2 separate regions of the Rattus norvegicus genome follow, and region 1 is linked to region 2. The links are chromatin contacts, called in public Hi-C maps. All regions are on one chromosome and are shown on one strand. Each heading gives the region's core, a stretch centred on a gene start, on an enhancer-like site or on the middle of the called end of the contact. The rest is flanking DNA. Distances are from core to core; before and after follow the strand shown. Region 1 overlaps Pkm (pyruvate kinase M1/2). Region 2 holds the start of Celf6 (CUGBP, Elav-like family member 6).

Region 1 (2,839 bases), core at 277-2,776, 99 kb after region 2:
GGAGGCTGTTCGCATGCAGCACCTGGTGAGTAAGTCCTCAGAGCCTGGGGTAGAAGCAGCTCTGCTGGAGAGGCCTCTGTCCAGTCTTGTTACATTGCTCCCGTCACAGCAAGGAGAGTGAGGTTTGTGGAGGTGTGCTTGAGTTTCATTGTGCTTTCACTGCCTGCACCTGCCCCTTTGTCCTGCTCTGGGGATTACATAGGCCACATCTGGCTAAAATATCAAGGTCCTAGGATGCAGTCAAGGGATGCCTTCCTTGTGGACACCCAGAGGGCCTGGGTACCTCTATTCTAAAGGAGCCAAGAGTTTGTTCAGCTATTCTCCTTGTTTAGCTTCTCATTTGGTCTCCTGGTGGTCTGTCCCATGGGCAGATGCTTCTCTCCACTGCAGGCTGTAGCCATACTGAGCTGCTTTAAGCTGGCCTTGCATGGTGCCTGTGACATGGGACTTCCTCCCTTGCTGTGCCAGACCCAACTCGGGGCTACAAATAGCTCTGGGGGTGGGGAATGGGTGCTGAATTTAGCAGGTTCTGTCTGGTCTAGGAATTATAAAGACTTCTCAGGCATATTATGTGCTCTTTTGATTAAGTCTTCTGGTTTCAGTAAGATAGGGTCTGGCGCAAGCTTGTAATTCCAACAATCAAATCAGCCTGCGGCAGGAAGATGGCTTGAGATTAGGCTGGACTAGAATGAGACATCTTGTAGAAGCAACAGGCGTCAGCTGACCTGTCCCTGCGGACTTTCCACCCAGGCCTCCGTCTTCTGTGTTCTGCTCCAGAACTTCTTCCGGAGCAGAACAATTATCTGGGGCATCAGTTAGGGACCGTTGCCTGATAAAGGCATGGTGGATTAGCTTTTTGGGGGTTTTCTATTCCCTTTTCAGCCAACAAAGAACCACAGTATCTTTTGTGGCTCCAGTTTCCCACAAGCCCCCCCAAACTTAAGACAAGTGAAAGAAAAGAAGGAAGCCCCTTCTGGGTTAGGCATCTTACCTTGCTTTATATGTATATGAGAGTTGAGTAGATTCCATGATCTTTCCATGGTTTATCTGAATTATAGCTGTAGCCAGATGTTTGCCTATATTGAAACAGACCAGCGCTTTGACTCGGCTGGTCATGACCTGTTCTGATTGGAATTGTGAGCTGGTCCTCATAGCTTCTCATAGCATGCAGGCATTCTCTCCCAGAAGACTTTTCCCTTCCTTCAATCTCCCCCACAGTAGCTGCCTTCCTGGTTTACACCAAAACCCCTTTTCTACTTACCTGGCCTCACAGTGGTCAGGAACAGGACTTTGACCAGGTATTCTAAAGCATGTAGTCACATAAATGTATTTTTGGATAGCTCAAGAAGACCTTGCCCAAAGTGGCGGTTGATGAGATTAATTACAATTAATTATATGTGTATGAGTTAGTTTTGGTGTCCTGTCCTTTTCTCATGCCCTGGTCTTTCCTATGAACAGACACCTTAGAACCTCGAGGCTGGGATTGCATGGCCCTGCTCAGAAGATGAGTCACAGAGTCCGGGTTAGACTGTGGCTACCCCCTCAGGGGATACAAATTTCTCTATCAGTTAACACTTAGGACAGCTTCTCCCCTTTCTTTATCTGTTTGCTGTTTCCTCCTGTGTCTAACTGATTCAGTTCAAAACCTGTAATTAAAAGCTAGACATCCCAGCTGTGGTTGCTTCCTGTCCATGCCTCTTGTCCTTTGGGCTTGCCTGCATTCCATGCTTAACCAAAAGATTACTTTCCACTTGCAAATCTGCTAATGCTACCAATAAAATCGAGTGCTGGTTTCATATCATTCCTGGAATTGCACTCTCTAAAACTTTATTTCTTTATTTCTAATGCTTGGTTTTACTTGAACAGGTGGTCTGTATATAACACATTTGCTATCCTGTAACCGTTTTAATTATTGAGTTTGAATCTGTGTCTTGAAAGGCCTGTGTGCTTTCCCAGGCGTCTGCCTCCTCACATGGCTGTTCAGTGTACCGTGTTCAAGTGAGCCAGTCGACCACTGTTCTGTTTAGAACTTGTGCACTGCAACTTTGGCTCTTTTGACCCTCACCCCCAGCTTTCAGAGCTGCCCGAGTGTTTCCACTGTAAGCCAAGTGCAAGCGCTCACTCTTGTGTGTAGGCGGAGTTGGATGCCTTGTAACCACATAGCCATGTGAGGAGGGGACGCCTTTTTCTTCCTGTAAGCTGTGTCAGGAGGCAGTGTGGTCAAGCGGAAGTGTAGTTGGCTCCACCTTGGCATCTTTCCATGCCAGGGTCCCTTTCTCAGCTTTAATCAAAAACAAAAGAAATGATGGATGGTGCATGCCTAGCACTTGGGAGGCTGAGGCAAAGAAAATAGTGGTGTTTTGAGGCTGACCATGGCAAGTTCAAGGCCAGTAGGTGCTATGGTAAGATCCTATCTCAAACCTGTGTGGGGTTGAGAATTGGCTTTTTTTGTTTGTTTGTTTTTAGAAACAGGAAAATCCCAAAAGGATACTATCTTTCCAGAAGGGAAGGAAGGATCTTTCCTTGTGTTTGAACAGAAAAGAGAGCCACCCAAAATCCCACATATAATACCATTCCAGGCTTTGACCACCCTGCCTCTGTATCTGCATGGAGAAGAAAAGATTAACCTAAGAGTTCCTTCCTCTCATTAGTTCCCTGTCTTTCCATGTGTTGTCTCTTGTTTTTGCCTTCATCCTTCTTCCTTATCCTTCCTACCCTAAACCTTACAGATAGCTCGAGAGGCTGAGGCAGCCGTGTTCCACCGCCTGCTGTTTGAAGAGCTTGCGCGAGCCTCCAGTCAATCCACAGACCCCCTGGAGGCCATGGCCATGGGCAGCGT
Region 2 (2,790 bases), core at 52-2,551:
TGATGTCTGTGTGTGTATGATGTGTGTAATTTGTGTGTGGTGAGTATGTGATGTGTATGTGATGTGTGTGGTATGCGTGTGTATGTGTGATGTGTATATGTGTATGTGTGTGGGCAGAAACATGGGTCATGGCGTGCTTGTTGAGATCAGGAGTGGACTCTTCCATTCCATGTTGGGAGGGTTCCTCTTGTTTCTGTCCCTCTGCTAGCTGGCCCTCGTGACTCCTTTTTTTCCTCCTTTGTTGCACAGGTCTAGTATTTCAGATGCGAAGCTCTGCTCCTGGCTTTTCCATGTGGGTTCTGGGTATCCAACACAAGTCATCAAGCTTGTTTATTAAAAGCCTTTACATGCTTGGCCATCTCGCCAATCCTTCATCTTTATGAATGTGCGCTTGTGAAAGGGGGTATGGGGAGGTAAACACTTTAACACTGTGATTCGTCCGATAGCTTTTAAGATATTAACACACACGAAGTATCAATTTCCGTTTCTTCTTTTGCCCTCAACTCTGCAAATGCTAGGGGCGCCTTACGCCCTAACTTCTTTGATCCACGGCATCCTTTTCAGGAAAAGAAGATAACACTCCTGAGTCACAGAATAGGGAGGAGCCAGACACGAGCTGTGAGTAAATATGATAATATAAGTTCTCTCGCTTTCCTGAGGAAGGAATCAGTGCTTGGGGCTTATTTTAGAATACAAGAGACGAAGTGTCTGAGGCTCAGGAGCAAGGAGAGGTTGAAGATTCAGTAGAGGAGTGCGATGATCCTGGCAGGATGGCTTCGGTAGTAGGGGTAGAGAGGTAGAAACCTTATCTGCCCTACAGAAAACGGTCCAGCTGCTGAAGGTGTGCAGGAAGGGATCGTCTCCGACTCCAGCAGACAGCGCCACGCATGACGAAGCTACTTCCCATCCACTGCCACGCCCGCACACCCTCCACACACAGGGCAGCTGAGGGTCCGGTTGCCATGGAGAGCTGGAGCGCTTGAGCCCAGACGCCCCTCTCGCCCCCCCCCGCCCCAGCTCAACCAACTCCCTCTCTGATTGGCCACTGCTATCTCATTATGCAAATCACTTGCGTAGACTCGCCCTGCTAGCTGTCTGACGTCACTAAGCTCGGGGGCTGGGGCTCGGGGCTGTGCTTGGCGCGCTAGGGCGGGAGCCAGGAGAGCTCTGAGGGGGACTCCAGCCGGACCCCGGCGCCCCGCCCTAGACCACGCCCATTTCAGCCCCGCCCCTCGCTCTCGTCTGGGCCCCGCCCCCTGGGCAGCCCCCCGTCCTCGCAGGCGGGCCCCGCCCCCTCCCCCAGGCCCTCGCCAGCAGTCCAGGGAAGGGACGGCGGGACAGGCGGGACGCTCGGGAGGGCGGACGGGGCGGGGACATGGCCGCGGCGCCAGGAGGGTCTGCGCCGCCCGCCGGCCCCGGCCCGCGCTTGGCTTTCAGCACCGCGGACAGCGGCGTCGGCATGAGCGGGCTGAACCCAGGTCCCGCTGTGCCCATGAAGGACCACGACGCCATCAAGCTCTTCGTGGGGCAGATCCCGCGGGGCTTGGACGAGCAGGACCTCAAGCCGCTGTTCGAGGAGTTCGGCCGCATCTACGAGCTGACGGTACTGAAGGACCGGCTCACCGGCCTCCACAAAGGTGCGCGGGGTCAGCCCAGCCCAGCCCAGCCCAGCCCCAATCCAATTAGAACGCAGCCCAACCCAACTCCGGCCCCAAACGCAGGCCCAACCCCAGCCCTACCTAGAAACAGCTTGAGTCCAGTTCAGGACCTGCCCCACCTCAGTTCTGATCCCTCCCCAGGCCACAGAGCCCCAGAACCAGAATTTTCTCTGTAGCATCCTTCTGAGCTTCACTCTGGTTCCCTAACACGTCCATCACTCTAACCTCTAAATCCCTTGTCACTTCTCACATCCCAGCCATCAGACACCCCAAACCCTGGAATTTGGAAACTTATTCTACCTTCCAGCTCTGAAGTACCTGGTCTCCTGACCCCTGGACCCATGGATCTCTCTCTCTCTCTCTCTCTCTCTCTCTCTCTCTCTCTCTCTCTCTCTCTCCACCTTACTCAGGCCTCATCGCTCACACATCTTGGATTTGCACTCCTCCTTCTGGCCTCCAACCGCAAACCAACCCCTAGGGCTCCCATTTGACTTTTGAATCTGACAGCCTTAAATACCCCATACCCAAATTCTCCTCTTCAGAATTCAGACCTAATCTATACAGTCCAGTTCACTCCACCCCCAGGAGGCTCTCAGAGATAAATGCCTTCTCACATTTGACAATAACCCAATATTCTATACATTTTCCCAGAACCCAGTGCTTTTTACTGCTTCTGATTTGAATCCAGAATCCCAACCTCAGCTGGGAACATCCACCTGCTGTATACCCTTCATCTTTGGGTTTCCCCTGCGTGAATATACTTTTTCCCCTTACAATCCCCACTCCTGTGTATCTCCGCTTCCTCTCAATCCTCTTGATGGCCTCCTGTTTTCCTTTCTTTGCCAGCCAGTCCCAGACCAGAGCACTCTCAGGGTGGGTCGATCTAAATGAGGAAGAAGGGGATGGAGACTCTTCTCATTGCCCTTCCTAGGAAGACAGAGGCACCATGGTCCTGTCCAGCCACACCCCTTTCTTCCTGTAGAGAAGGGAGGAGACTTGTTTACATGCAGAAAGTCTGTCCAGGCCGAGCTGGAATAAGAGCCAGAGCCATATAATAATAATTTGAGGAGACACATCTTTATTTCCCTACTGGGAAATAATGTGGTTTCGGGATTTTTGTGGGGGAAGGGTT

Evidence for each region. A called contact is a pair of places that touch in the nucleus more often than the background predicts.
Region 1: a Hi-C map of the A7r5 cell line shows a contact between it and region 2, with 5 times the contacts expected there. The contact joins the enhancer-like site here to the promoter of Celf6 in region 2. A contact is called at or near these places in 6 of 12 Hi-C or Micro-C datasets (the A7r5 cell line, hepatocytes, kidney and 2 more).

The regions. Positions count from the first base shown.
Region 1 is chr8:68,968,680-68,971,518 of GRCr8, forward strand. It overlaps Pkm (pyruvate kinase M1/2), which reads left to right. Exons shown (of 11, transcript NM_053297.2): 8 at 1-25; 9 at 2,730-2,839. Among named protein-coding and RNA genes, the nearest start is that of Pkm, 16 kb to the left of the region's middle. Within about 2 kb of position 1,527, at least 5 of the 93 cell types and tissues checked have an H3K27ac peak or open chromatin away from gene starts, as enhancers often do. A contact at or near this core is called in the A7r5 cell line, where this site is marked.
Region 2 is chr8:68,869,792-68,872,581 of GRCr8, forward strand. It overlaps Celf6 (CUGBP, Elav-like family member 6), which reads left to right and starts at 1,302. Exons shown (of 13, transcript NM_001413529.1): 1 at 1,302-1,637. The coding sequence starts at 1,376.